3 separate regions of the Mus musculus genome follow, and all the other regions are linked to region 2. Evidence: chromatin contacts called from public HiCAR-type and promoter capture Hi-C data. All regions are on one chromosome and are shown on one strand. Each heading gives the region's core, a stretch centred on a gene start, on an enhancer-like site or on the middle of the called end of the contact. The rest is flanking DNA. Distances are from core to core; before and after follow the strand shown.

What was found. Promoter capture Hi-C pulls out the DNA fragments that hold promoters and counts their contacts. HiCAR-type assays count read pairs that join an accessible place to other places.
Region 1: a promoter capture Hi-C map of the 3T3-L1 cell line shows a contact between it and region 2, with 2.8 times the contacts expected there. The contact joins the enhancer-like site here to the promoter of Pfkp in region 2. A contact is called at or near these places in 5 of 39 promoter capture datasets (the 3T3-L1 cell line, cranial neural crest, hippocampal neurons and 1 more) and 1 of 115 datasets of contacts at active chromatin or transcription factors (embryonic stem cells).
Region 3: a contact with region 2 is called in a HiCAR-type map of astrocytes, with 11 times the contacts expected there. The contact joins the enhancer-like site here to the promoter of Pfkp in region 2. A contact is called at or near these places in 6 of 39 promoter capture datasets (the 3T3-L1 cell line, cranial neural crest, hippocampal neurons and 2 more) and 2 of 115 datasets of contacts at active chromatin or transcription factors (astrocytes and embryonic forebrain).

Annotation. Positions count from the first base shown.
Region 1 is chr13:8,641,781-8,646,383 of GRCm38.p6, reverse strand. The region is part of intron 3 of Adarb2 (adenosine deaminase, RNA-specific, B2); the gene reads right to left. Among named protein-coding and RNA genes, the nearest start is that of Wdr37, 230 kb to the left of the region's middle. Within about 2 kb of position 2,138, at least 42 of the 459 cell types and tissues checked have an H3K27ac peak or open chromatin away from gene starts, as enhancers often do. A contact at or near this core is called in liver, where this site is marked.
Region 2 is chr13:6,646,643-6,650,805 of GRCm38.p6, reverse strand. Pfkp (phosphofructokinase, platelet) reads left to right here and starts at 2,035. Exons shown (of 22, transcript NM_019703.4): 1 at 2,035-2,235. The coding sequence starts at 2,127. It overlaps Gm35730 (a long non-coding RNA gene), which reads right to left. Exons shown (of 3, transcript XR_382032.3): 3 at 3,968-4,163.
Region 3 is chr13:4,659,044-4,663,209 of GRCm38.p6, reverse strand. No RefSeq gene overlaps it. Among named protein-coding and RNA genes, the nearest start is that of Akr1e1, 52 kb to the right of the region's middle. Within about 2 kb of position 2,734, at least 5 of the 459 cell types and tissues checked have an H3K27ac peak or open chromatin away from gene starts, as enhancers often do.

The DNA.
Region 1 (4,603 bases), core at 889-3,388, 2.0 Mb before region 2:
AGATAGTGGTTACTTCATATTGTTGTTCCTCCTAGGGGCCTGCAAACTCCTTCAGCTCCTTGGGTACTTTCCCTAGCTCCTTCATTGGGGACCCTGTGCTCTGTCCAATGGATGACTGTGAGCATCCACTTGTATTTGCCAGGCACTGGCAGAGCCTCACAGATACAATTTGCAAAACACATGAAACTCAAGAAGAAGGAAGACCAAAGTGTGGATACTTTGATCCTTCTTAGAACAAAATACTCATGGAAGGAGTTACAGAGACAAAGTTTAGAGCAGTGACTAAAGGAATGACCATCCAGAGACTGTCCCACCTGGGGGGATCCATCCCATAAACAACCACTAAACCCAGACACTATTGTGGATGCCAACCAGATTTTGCTGACAGGAAACTGACCTTTTCTGAACTATGTCTTCTAGGTCAGACTGCTTACTTGCAGCCTCCCTCCTTCGGGCTGGGTTAGCTCTCTGACTGACTACAGTTACCCTTGTGAGTCATTTTCCATATTCATGGTGCCATTTACTTTAAAAGAACTTGAATGGTGGGTTGAATCATGAGGAATTCCAGGCTACAATCTGACCTTTACTCTACACCCACGGACACAGCCAAACTAAGCAGTAACATACCTATCAACCATTCCATTGAGTCATTTTTTTTTTTTTTTGTAAAAACATTGTAATTTTGGGGGGCAAGGAAATGATCGTTAATTAAATTTATTTTTATAGCACTTTATTACACTTAAAAGAATTATTTTATAAAAATTGGAAGCCAGTATCTCTAGCCACATTACATTCAAACATTAGTAACTTTTACTTGGAGTTACGCCGTCCAGTGTTGTTAGCTCCTTGTTCCCTCCCTGCCCTGCTTTCTGACGTCAGTGCTCCTTCCTCTGGCTCCATGACTCATGCCGCTATTTTGTGACTGGTCACATGTACACTGTCCTTATTAAACTTGTGCTCCCAGGATAAGAACTTTATTTAAATGGTCTTTGTGTTCACAACATCCGGTGGACTCACATGATCTGTCCCAATCAAATTGTGCGCAAACTGTGAAGTTTGCAGGTGTGCACCCTGACTCAAATGCAGACTAGGGAGGAACTGACAGGTATCCATCAGAGTTATTCTTATGGGCAAGCTGTGCTGTCTCCAGGGTGGACTGAAAAGAAGCCATGGTGATAATATTACTTCCCAAGTATCTTTGCTTTTTGTTCATCTCCATACTTGTCCCCAGAGGGAAAGAATCAATCAAAACTAATTGAGCAAAGTACTAATGAAATACAGAAACAGAAAAGACAAGGTTTTGCTCTCCCCCCCCCCCACACACACACACGAATCTCTGATACAAAGAGGAAGTAGTAAACATTGTGTGATAAGCAGCAGCTAGCATATCTCCAGGGTTCATTGTGTAACAGGCGCTGTTCCCGGTAACCAGCATACACAGTCTATGTTAGGACTTAGAGGCTACTGCAGATATTAACCTGTTTTGCAGAAGATGAAGTGGAGGCTTAGAAAAATAAGATTCCTTGCTAAGAGCACACACAGACCCTAAGTTGTGAATCCATGATCCATACAAATTCAGATTCCCTGAAGAGAGAGAGAGAGAGAGAGAGAGAGAGAGAGAGAGAGAGAGAGAAAGAGAGAGAGAGAGGACACAGACAGAGACAGAGACAGAGACAGGAGACAGAGAGAGTCCCCCTTATGTTCTTAGGCAAAATGAGCCCACAAGCTTTGAATGCAATACCTTACTTTTGAATGCAATTACTTATGCAGATACCACCAAAACATTCCAATTCTGCATACAAGTTTCATGTCTATGACTACTTTCACTCTAGTAGTTTAAGGGAACAAATGGCACCCAACTTCTCGACACAGACAGGAGTCACTCGAGGGCATCTGGATCCATATGCTTCTTCCCAGGCCACCTGAATTGACTTAGGGCTTCCAATCAGGTGAAGTTTCCCTATGGAAGTATTTCCCTCTGATCCTGAAGAATTCTGAGAGATAGGGGATCTGTGTAAACAAGCATGAATTTAGAAAGCTGTTCTGTACTTTTTTCATCACTAAATACTGACCGAGCAGTTTAGGAAAGGAAGCTTGGGTTGGGGAGGTTGGTGTTTGTGAGGAAGTACCTCTTGTTCCATCATAATTTGCTCACTTCTCAATAGATCAGGAAACAGAAAACTCAGGCTGGAACCAGGCTAGGCTATAATCCAGAAACCTTGTTCCTCTGACCCCACATCCTCTAGCTAGGTCCCATGTCCAAAAGGTCTTACTTCCCATAATAGTACTGCCATCCAGGGACCAACTGTTAAAACTCATGAGAAGATTTCACATTCAAACAGTAGCAGCTGCTGATCAGGAGAGAGCAGGAAGTTCACGACCTGCAGGCAGACACCGCTGGTGAGAACACTGGAAAGGCAGTGTGCTAACTAATCTTCCTTGTCAACTTCACTTGACTTGGGATTGCCCAGGAGACACACCTCTGGAAGTGTGTGCTAGGGTATCTCTAGAGGGGTTTAACTGAAGATATAAAGCCCACCGAGAATAGGAGTGGTACCATTCCCTGTAGTGGGGTCTCAGACTGAAGGAAAAGGAAAAGAGAAAGTGAGCTGAGGTCCGGCATCCATCTCTCTCAGCTTCCAGGTTGTGGATTCAGTGTGCCCAGCTGCTTCAAAGTTCCTGCAATATTCAGAGCTTCTCTAACTACCACACCCTCCCTACTCTGATGGACTATGCTGTCAGTCTGTGAGATGAAATAGACCCTCTCTTTTAAAGGCTGCTTTTGGGGTGTTTCGTCATAGCAACTAGAAAAGAAAGAAACACAGATGGTCCTCAAAGTCCAGCTTCCTGTTTCCTCGCACTGGGGTCCACAGCGAGGCTTCACCCTACACGGTTTGATCAGGAAGGAGGACACTCACAGGGTTTAGCCTTTTGAGGAAAGACTTGTTTGGTCACCACCCATTCCTGTCACTGGGCCCCATGTCAGAAGCAAAGCCCAATGTCCCATGATCTCTAGTCTCCCTGTGGTAGGTGGGTTGTTAGTTACAAGAGACACTCTTGACCCATGGACTAGAAAAAGTCTTTCATATGCATGATGGGATGGATTATAATTGAAATATAATAGACTGATATCTGTGAACATTGTTAAATTTCAGCTTCATGGCATTGAGATATCTCAATTTGGTGGTGTTAGCGGTTTCCAATTCTATGCTATTAGCTCGAATAAAGACTCTAAACAAACAAACAAACAAACAAAAAACAAAGGAAACAATGTTTTGAAAATCAAAAATCTGCATAAAGTAAGAGGAAGATCATAGCTCTATGAGTAGTCAGTGCTATGAGAATTAGGGGTGTCCTCCATGTGGATGAGGGTTCTAAGAGCACACATTTTTTTTTAATGACATTATGGCACAATGTAGTCATCTACAATGTTTATCTGCAACTGTATAACTATACAAGCTACAAATGAACACAATATTCCACAGAGCTGGGGAGATGGTTCGCTAAGCAATCATGAAGACTGGACCTCAGATCCTCAGCACCCACACAAATGTCACTTGCAGATGGTGGCTAGCATGTATTCCATGCCTGAGAGGTAGTAACTGGCTGGCTAGCGAGATTAGCCGAAGTTCTGGGTTCAAGAGAGATACTTTGAATCAATTTATAAGGCGGAAAGTGATCTAAGGAAACACGTGGCATCAACCTCTGGTCACCACGTGCATACATGTGCATAAGTACCCCCCCCCCATACACACACACACATAAGAACATGCAAACATGCATGTACACAAGATACAAAAAATTCTCAGACTACTTTAAGAGTATTTACAATTGTGTTTTGTACCTTATTCATAGCTTTTCTGGACTGCAGTCAGCCCACGGACAGAAGGACAGACATTCCTGTATGTTTGATAGAGGTTTCCTAGTACTGTGAGCTGCCTTTCTTTCCCTGCCATCCCTGACAGTTTCTGCCCTCTGTCTTTTTCTACCTACTTTGTGAATTTACCTGGCCACTGTCCAGCTCAGTGGCATCTGCAGCGGAGTAGAAGGCCAAAGGAAGTACAAGTTCAAACATCGTTTCTAATCAGTAGCACAGGAAGGGCAGGCACTCCTCCCAGTAAGAGAGAAAGACAATATCTGAAAATGCCTGACTCCCCAAAACCCAGGCACCAGGGTGATGTTATTTGTCCCTCCCTTCTGTGCCAGTGAGGAGACCCACATAGAAGGAAGCTCACAGGAACTGGGCAGCATTAGAATTAGAATCCTGATGTTTGAATTTGAGCTACAGCCTGTGGGCTGTTTGATTAAAATGTCAGAAAAGCCTTCCAGTTTCTTATCCTTTTCTTTTTCGCTAATTGGAGATTTCAGCCAAACCTGAGATAAGAGCGCTGGGCCTTGTATCTCCAGTACTCAAGGGATGCGGATTATACGCAGCAGTATATGCCTGTCCACCTGTTGACAGAGCACATTTGCAATCATTCAAGATTTTGGATCTCCGCAAAACTCTTCACACACATTAACAGTAGCTATTGCTGTAGTAATCAATGTGGAATGGAATTTTATAAAGAAAACACAGCTCATAGAAGCCGCATTGGAAAGCTGT
Region 2 (4,163 bases), core at 786-3,285:
CAGGCGTGGTGGCGCTCGCCTTTAGTCCCAGCACTCGGGAGGCAGAGGCAGGCGGATTTCTGAGTTCGAGGCCAGCCTGGTCTACAAAGTGAGTTCCAGGACAGCCAGCGCTGAAAAAAAAAAAAAAATAGGATAGAGCATCGTGGAAACAGGAGTGGAACAATAGAAAACAGTATAAAAAGGCCAGAAGAAAACAAACAAACAAACAAACAAAATCAAATAACAAAGCAAAACCCCCAAAATAAAAATAAACAATAAAAGAAAAGGGAAAAAGAAGAAAGAAGGAAAACAATAAGTAATGCTAAATGTTTGGAGTATCTCTAATAATTCATAAAGAACCACACTACCTGTGGAATGCTGTTGTCTGTGGCACAAAACCCAACCCTATAGGACATTTGGCTCAGAGGAAACTCACTGTGCTTCTTCCTATTTCGAGTGTTCTCTGCCTCAGAAAGGCATGATTTAAAATTCCAGATCTTCACCTTGGGCCTTGAGCTACAGAAACCTCTGTGGGCAGTGGTCCATTGAGTCTGACACCCCTCCTTCCAGTGCTTTTGGCTAAGAGCATCTCAAGACAATTTCAAGGCACCCAGTGATACTCTTCTCTTCCCTTTTAGAATGATGCTCAGGGAAAATCCATTATCAAGCTATTAGATCAGATGTTCTCCAGTTTAGTGCTCATCATAAAAATCTAGAGAACCTGTTAAAAATATATATATTTCCTGGCTGTTTTCCCAGAAGTTGGAAGGTGGGGGTTGGGAGGGACCTGAAGGCAGCCAACTTCTGTTGATCATGGGAGTTCAGGAATTGCTCAACTGATTCAAGAAGGCAGAGATCAGATCTCATGCATCCTTGTCTACAGTAGATTGGATCTCCCCCCCCCCCCTAAATGTTTGAAGCTTAAAGGGTAAGTTGGAAGATACAAGTCTGTGCGCCTCCATCTTTTTTCTAGGGTTGTCCTAATAGTAGTAAGACTGTATTGTCTTTGCCTAGGTTGTTACTTTGTTTCCTATATTTCTATGTATTCAACACGTATAATTTGCACAGGAAGGAGGCTCAGTGCTGCCACCCCTTCTGTGAGCTATCCAGTTTGCTTGCTTTTGAGGTCTTATTCTTGGGATGACTGCTGAAGGGGTCTGCGTGCTTTTAGAGATTAAGCTCCAGGACAACTCAGGGATCCCCAGGAGGTGCATCTTCAAAATAAACAAAATCAACCACAGATTGGATACTTTTATTTTATTTTATTTTATTTTATTTTATTTTATTGTTGTTTCTAATAGAACCTTCCGGGTTCTGACTAACAAATCAAGAGCAGGGCTTCCATTAGGTGGAGACTGGAATCTACCAAGCCTTTTTTGTTCCGATTTCTTTTGGATTATCCAGAACTCAGGCCTGCTTCCTGAGGGTGTGTCTACGAATGGCTTTCCCCGACATTCTACTTCCAATCCTTTCTCTACAGTCAGTGACACAACTTGATCTACTCACACATCTTTCCTCAATTTCGAAGGAGAAGTGAAACCTGGAGGATCCTATGGATCCTGGACATTGAACAGAAATGCTGAAGCGCCCTACTGTTCTGACTGTCAGGCCAGGAAAGAGCCCTGCCGGAAGTGAGGCGCGTGCCTCTGCTCTACTGCACAGACCTCTGGGCTCCCTCAACCGCCACCCTAACAGCTAGAGCAGGTGGGGTAATGGGCGCCCCACGAGCCTCTGCGCCCACGTGGTGGGCTGACAGGCTCCGCGCCCACTTGTGGGATCATCCCTGCAGCTGCGCTGCCATTCACTTATGCCACTTATGGGTTTCCTACCCGGCTATAATCCCTCCATCCCCCGCTTGAGAAGGCACCCCAACCCGACTCCACCTCTCAGGGACCACAGCGATGCATCCCTAACAGAACGCGTGTCCATACTATCCTGTCCACCCCTGCAGAGTGCTGGAGTCTTTGACACAACAGGCCCCGCCCTTGCGTGAGTCCCGCCCATCGCCACAGCCCATTGGCGCTCGGGCGGGGCGTGGGCGGCTCCTGCGGGTGCAGGCGGGGCAGCGGTTCCAAGGCTGGCGCGCGTGGGCCAGGGCTTCAGTGCTTGCTGAGTACGGGAGTGTCTGGCGTCTCTACCTCCTCATCATGAGTGACTTGGATTCTTCGAGCTCCAGCGCCTATCCGAAGTACCTGGAGCACCTCTCTGGGGATGGCAAAGCTATCGGTGTCCTGACCAGCGGCGGGGATGCCCAAGGTGCGTGCCTACCAGCTCTCTCGCTGGTCTCCAAGGGCCGGGCAGGGGGCGAGGGCGGCTGGAGAGGGCTGCAGAGGAGGGTAATCGGGTTGGGAACAGAGGGAGAGCTGGGGAGAAACGTTGGGTGACCTGGATCTGGGAGAAAGGATGAGGAAAGGGCTTGGTGAAAATTACCTATGAGAGCCGAGGAGAACCGGTGGCTCAGGAGTAGGGAAAACCCTAATCTAGGAACAACTAGGGTGCCTGAGGAGCGACCATAGAGTTCCATTACGTGGTGAGGGGCAGAAGATAAAGGATATTTGTGTAGGATTCTTCATTCCCAAGATGAACCAGTTTTCCATCCCCAAATTTATTAATTGAGCTAGCCAATGGGGTCGTCTACTGTCTGGGTCATATGAGCCAGGCGTTCTTTCCTGGAATTAGGTACAGGGCGACGATAAGGATGCCACAGCACCGCCCCACCCTAATCCCTGGGACTCGTAGGAAAAACAGCGGGGTACCCACAGCGCCTCCATCCCAGTCCTGCCTCCCAAGCGGTGCTAGCAGCCTTCTCTGCTGCTGCATTGCGGGATGCGCAGCTGGGGGGGGGGGGGCGTGCAGGGGTCTCTCAGGGTGTGGCATTGACTGCCAGGCAATGTCTCTTCCTGCTTGTGACAAAAGTGAAAACTAAAATGGGTCACTAGGCCCTCCGGGGCCAGCCTCCCCAGGACGGGAAAGACCAGGAAGCAGGGACTCCGGGACGTCATCAGCCCTCACTTACCAGCTCCGGGCTTCCCTTTTCTCCCAATGACGGGATTGATTTCAGAGCTGAAGGGACTCGATTTCTGTACGCTTGGATTTGATAAACTGAGAATACTTAAAATGTAAGAGCAATGGGGTGACTGTACCGTGCCCCAGCCTCTAATCCTGGGTACACGTGGGGGCGCTGGGGTTCCCAAACAGTGGGCTTTCCGAGTTCATGCTAATTTCTTGATGAGGACACGCGCTAGAAGCAAGACCTACATTTTCATAGAGTATGTGCCCTCCAAGTCTTGAGGTCTGTGCCGGCTGCAGACAGTTCCTGAGCCAGGTTTTGCTTTTGCTTTTCAGTTCTTTCCTCTACCCTGGATGCATCCAAATGCCATGTTATATTTTCCCTCGTTCTAAGCCAGCTCAATCCGGGAGGTTTAGGGTTGGAGTCCTTGCCTTCCGCCCACCCCACGGATGACCTTCCCTTCGCCCTTGAGCGGGGCGGGGCTGGCGCCAGTGCCGCAGGTTGGGGAGCTGCTTAGGGCACCGCCCCGCCCGGCGTGGGAGCCTACGTGATGCCAGGCCCGTCACCTCCGGTGTGCTCAGATCTAGGTCTCCCACACCGCCTCACTCACGTTAGCGCAGCATCGAGGTGCAGAGCATCAGGCTCACAAACAACCGGAAGCTGGGTCGAAAAAGTGAGGGGGTCCCCAGTGTTCTCCCTCCCATTATCTTAAAGGAACCAATGGCAACGTTAGTCACCATAGGGCACTAGGCCCGCCTTCCTCCCCAGAAAGCAGGGTTGGAGTAATACTAGGATTTTAGTAAGGAGATACTCTGTATAAATGTTTCCTCAGGTAGTAGGGCTGTTTTCCCAGAGATAGAGAATGCTTTGATACACCGGAGGTTGGAAAAATAGCATCCTCACACAGAACCCTGCTAAGGCAAGATAATAAGACACTCCCACTACAGGAAGGGGCTTTTGACCACTAGAGCTGCAAGCTTAAGCAATAAAGGTTTTATTTCAGAATTAACATCCTGGGTCAGTTAGAAAACCAATATTAATGGCTTATCATTTTGGAATCCCTGTCCAAAATTATTTCTGAAATATTTAGCCTATGTGCAAACATGAGAGATTCTAGGGGATTGAAGAGGAACTCCGGTTTCTTTTCTGCTTATCTTGGATCTGCCTCAGGTGA
Region 3 (4,166 bases), core at 1,485-3,984, 2.0 Mb after region 2:
CCCCTCTTCTCCCCTCTTCTCCCCTCTTCTCCCCTCTTCTCCCCTCTTCCCTCTCCCTCTCCCTCTCCCTCTCCCTCTCCCTCTCCCTCTCGCTCGCTCGGCTGGGATTTTTTTTTTTTTTTGAGTTTCCCGTCGGTGAGTCATATTGTACTCTAACTTCCCCTTGGAACCATATGGGGCAATAATAAAGTGCTCCTCAGTACACAGCTATGCAGTGTTCCTTAACTGACTAAGGGGAACACTATGAACGCCTATCGTTGTCATAGATGGACATTCAGCCAAACAAAGCGACACGGGAATGGAAGCGAGTAGGAACAATGGATAATGGGCACTTTTACAGCTTTAGGATTTTTATGGGAAAAATAAAAAAAGCAAAACAAGTCCAACATGACCTTTGATAAAAGCACAGGAAAGCAATATCCTTAGTCACTTCTATTAAAAGACGCTTACAGGACTAGGACAAAGCCACAGATGTCAGTTGCCAAAACGTGGGGGTTTGGGGTTTGTTTTGTTTTTTGCTTGTTTGTTTGTTTGTTTTTATTAATTTAAGGAAATTGTCTTTAGGATTAAATCTTGCACAGTGTAGCACTACTTACTGTTAAAACAATTAGGAACCTTTATCAGAAAACACTAGGGCTATGAGCAGGCAGTCCCTGTCCCGGGAATTGTGAAAATAGCTAAGGATTTAGCGCCATCTGCAGGAATCAGGAAATAAAACCTTTTGACCATGAAGTTCTCATTACTCGTGTCCACTAAAGTAGATTGTTTTTGTAGTTTTCAGCTGAAACCCTCCTACTCCTATATCTAAGATTCATAGGACGTCAACAATAATGACTGACCCTCAGTCCTAAAAATATTTACAGGCAAACATCACTAAATAAACCTCTGTGTGTGTGTGTGTGTGTGTGTGTGTGTGTGTGTGAATATGTGTAAAACAAAAGTAGTTAAAAGGGGTCATGAATTTGAGAAGGAGGGGGATTGGCAGGTGTAAACAGAAGGAAGGTGGGGAAATTATATAATTATATTTAGTTGAATTTAATGTTTTAAAATACTTTTTCTTGCTTTTTGCAAATGATGCCTTTGTCCAGGAAAGTTCAAGAAAAAAGGTACAGAGGGTAAGATAGATTTGACTCTGACTCATCCATAACTAAGGTACTGTTTGAATTAATTTTATTCCTGAGTTGCATTAGTCAGAGTTATCGCTTTTATGAAGAAACATCATGACCAAAGCAGCGTGGGAAGAAAAGGGTTTATTCAGCGTAGTCTTCCATATCATCTGTTCACCAGCGAAGGAAGCCAGGACAGGAACTCAAACAGGGCAGGAACCAGAGGCAGAAGCTGATGCAGAGGCCTTGGAGGAGTGATGCTTACTGGCTTGCTTCACATGGCTTGCTCAGCCTGAGTTCTTATAGCATGCAGACCCATCAGACCCTGGGTTGGTTCATCTCATAATTGGCTGGGCCCTACCTCATTGATCACTAATTAAGATGCAATGTTCTACAGGCTTGCATCCAACCTGATCTTAAAGAGACAGTTTTTTAATACATGTTTCCTCTTCCCAGATGACTTAAGCTTGTGTCAAGTTAACATAAAACTAGCCAACACCTACTTTAAAAAAAAATCTTTCATGTAAGGGTGGGTTGTGTGCACATGGGTGTGTATTAGTATGCATTTGTACATAGAAACTAGAATATGCCAGGTGCTGTGGAGAATTGCAGGCTGGTCTCCAGTTGAGCTGAGGTCTGAACCCCATTGGTCATAATTCACCTACTTAACACAGTAGGCGTTCCCTCATGCTCCTGGAACTCTGGCCCCTGCCTAAGGTACCACTTTCCACAGCTCCCTGCAAGAGAAGCATGGTCAGTAGTCACGTAAGCAGCGGCCCAAGCTTCTGACCTTCAGGCTAAACTCCTCCCCAGTTACCTAGCAACAGTGAAGACCATAAAAAGGGCTGTTCAGCCCCCATCTCTTACTCTTACTCCTTTGTTCCTTTACCTCTCACTTCTCTCACCCTCTCTCTCCCTTCTCTTTGTCTTCTATCCCTTCTCCTTTCTCTTTGTCTTCTTCTCTCCTCCCTCCTCTCTCTTTCTCTCTCTTTCTGGATAGCCTCTCCCCCTCTCCCTTCTCACTTCCCTCCTGCCTTTCTATAATAAAGATCTTAAACCATAGAGAGTCTCTGCTCCATCTAGATCTGCTTTGCACCCTCTTGCCAGTGTTGGGAACTCCTTCCCTCATCCCTCTCTCCTACAACCCCGGGGCTTTCTTTAGCAAGGTAGCTCCTGGGTCCCCGTCGGTCAGGGGCTGCCCCTTTTCCACCTCCACCACCACCACCACCACCACCACCACCACCACCACCACCCAACTTCGTGGGTCAGGCATGTTCACCTGGGGCTGAGTGGAAAGCGCCAGGAGCTCTGCCTGCTTCTGCCTGCACAGGAACTCTGGCCAGATGTTTGGCTCATTTTCCTTCCTCTTCTTCCCCAGGGCCTTCCCAGCGCGCCCCCTCCCCCCTTATTTTGTTCCCAACAAGGTGCCTCAATTTTTATGACTCCTGGGGCTTGAATTCATGTACGCATGCTTTTATAGAAAATATTCTTGCCCATTGAGCTATCTCTCCCTATCTTTCCTGTCCCTCTTGCTTATTTTTAAGCTGTTCTTCAAACACATAGTTGACAAATGTTTCCAGACTAGACACTGTGGAGAAACACTGACAGAGCCCTTCCCAAGACATACCAGTGGTTTCAAAGAAAGAATCCTTGAATATTAGTACCAAGTAATTGTGTCTCTGGGATAAGTTTTGGCCCTTAGCCTTCCAGTAAGACCAGAATCCCCTCTGGAAACCTGCCCATCCCACAAATTAGTCCTTGCTGAACTGTATTCTTCAGTGAGAGCCAGGGAAGGCAGGAGGAAGGTCTGGGGATAGCCTTTCTGGAAACTTGCATAAATCTGATGTTATCACCCTTCTTGCTCCAAGTTAATTGATAATGTGGAATTCTGCTTACATTTCAAAGAATCACCTTTAGTGCCAGCTTGTCTATCAGGGAAATTTTTACAAATATATTGTAATCTAAAAAAAAATAAAAGAAATTATTTTAATAAATATATAAAGCATTCTGTTTTCTCCCAAAGTCATATTTATTTGTCAAGTATGTCTCTTAAGAAAAGACTAATTGTCAGCTGCTGTTGGACAAGCTTAACATTTACCACAGTCTTCTGTTCAATAAGTGGACTTAACACATAATTTCTCCTGTACAGTAAATATGGCCAAATTTACTAAGAGCCTGTAACTACCTTTTAATCACTAAATTTCCCCAGTCAAACTTAACTTTAAAATGCTCTAATTTACAAAGAAATGCCTTGTTTATACTTCTAGTACCTATTTCTAAGAATGCCAGAACATCTCAGAATAAAAATACTGCATCTGGGCTAATTCTATGCATCAAACATGATGGCTATGTATTACTCATTCTGCCCTCTGCATAGTGTTATACTAAGACATAACACTCTCCATAGCATTTTATCCCAGAGCAAGGAAAGAACTCACTGCAAAGATAAATACCAATTGCTATTCAAGAAAACATGAGCTTCTCAAATTTCATGTACTTAATGTTTTTCAGCCTCAAGCTTTTAAGACATACTTTTCTTCAGTTTTCTATTACTTATACAAGAACGATAAACTCATAGATATAAGTTTCTTCTCCATTGAGTAATGCATTTCAGATGCTATACATGCAGAAGGCAGCTGCATAACATTTCTAAGTAAATTAATGTGATAATCCTCGTAAAAACATACTGGATGTACATCCAACCAGGTACTGTAGAAACCTCTTGATGGGCAAAGGAAATTACACATTCAAGGGAAGAAGATCAGGAGTAACACCAAAGGGGAGACACTAACAAATATGGAAATCAAGAAAAAAAGAGGGTCATGGGAAACTAATGTAACAGGACAGAGTAAGCTGAATGTGGTGTGAGTCTTTTTATAAGAAATTTTTGAAATATTCCAAGTTAAAGACAGACTCAGAGCCCTGAGTACTGCAAGTAGAAGACTGGGTGTGGAAGCAGCTCTATTACCAGAGGGTGGAAAAACACGTAAATAGGAAGTCATTAGTAGCCAGGTGGTGACCGTGTTCACTTTTAATCACAGCACTTGGGAGGCAGAAGCA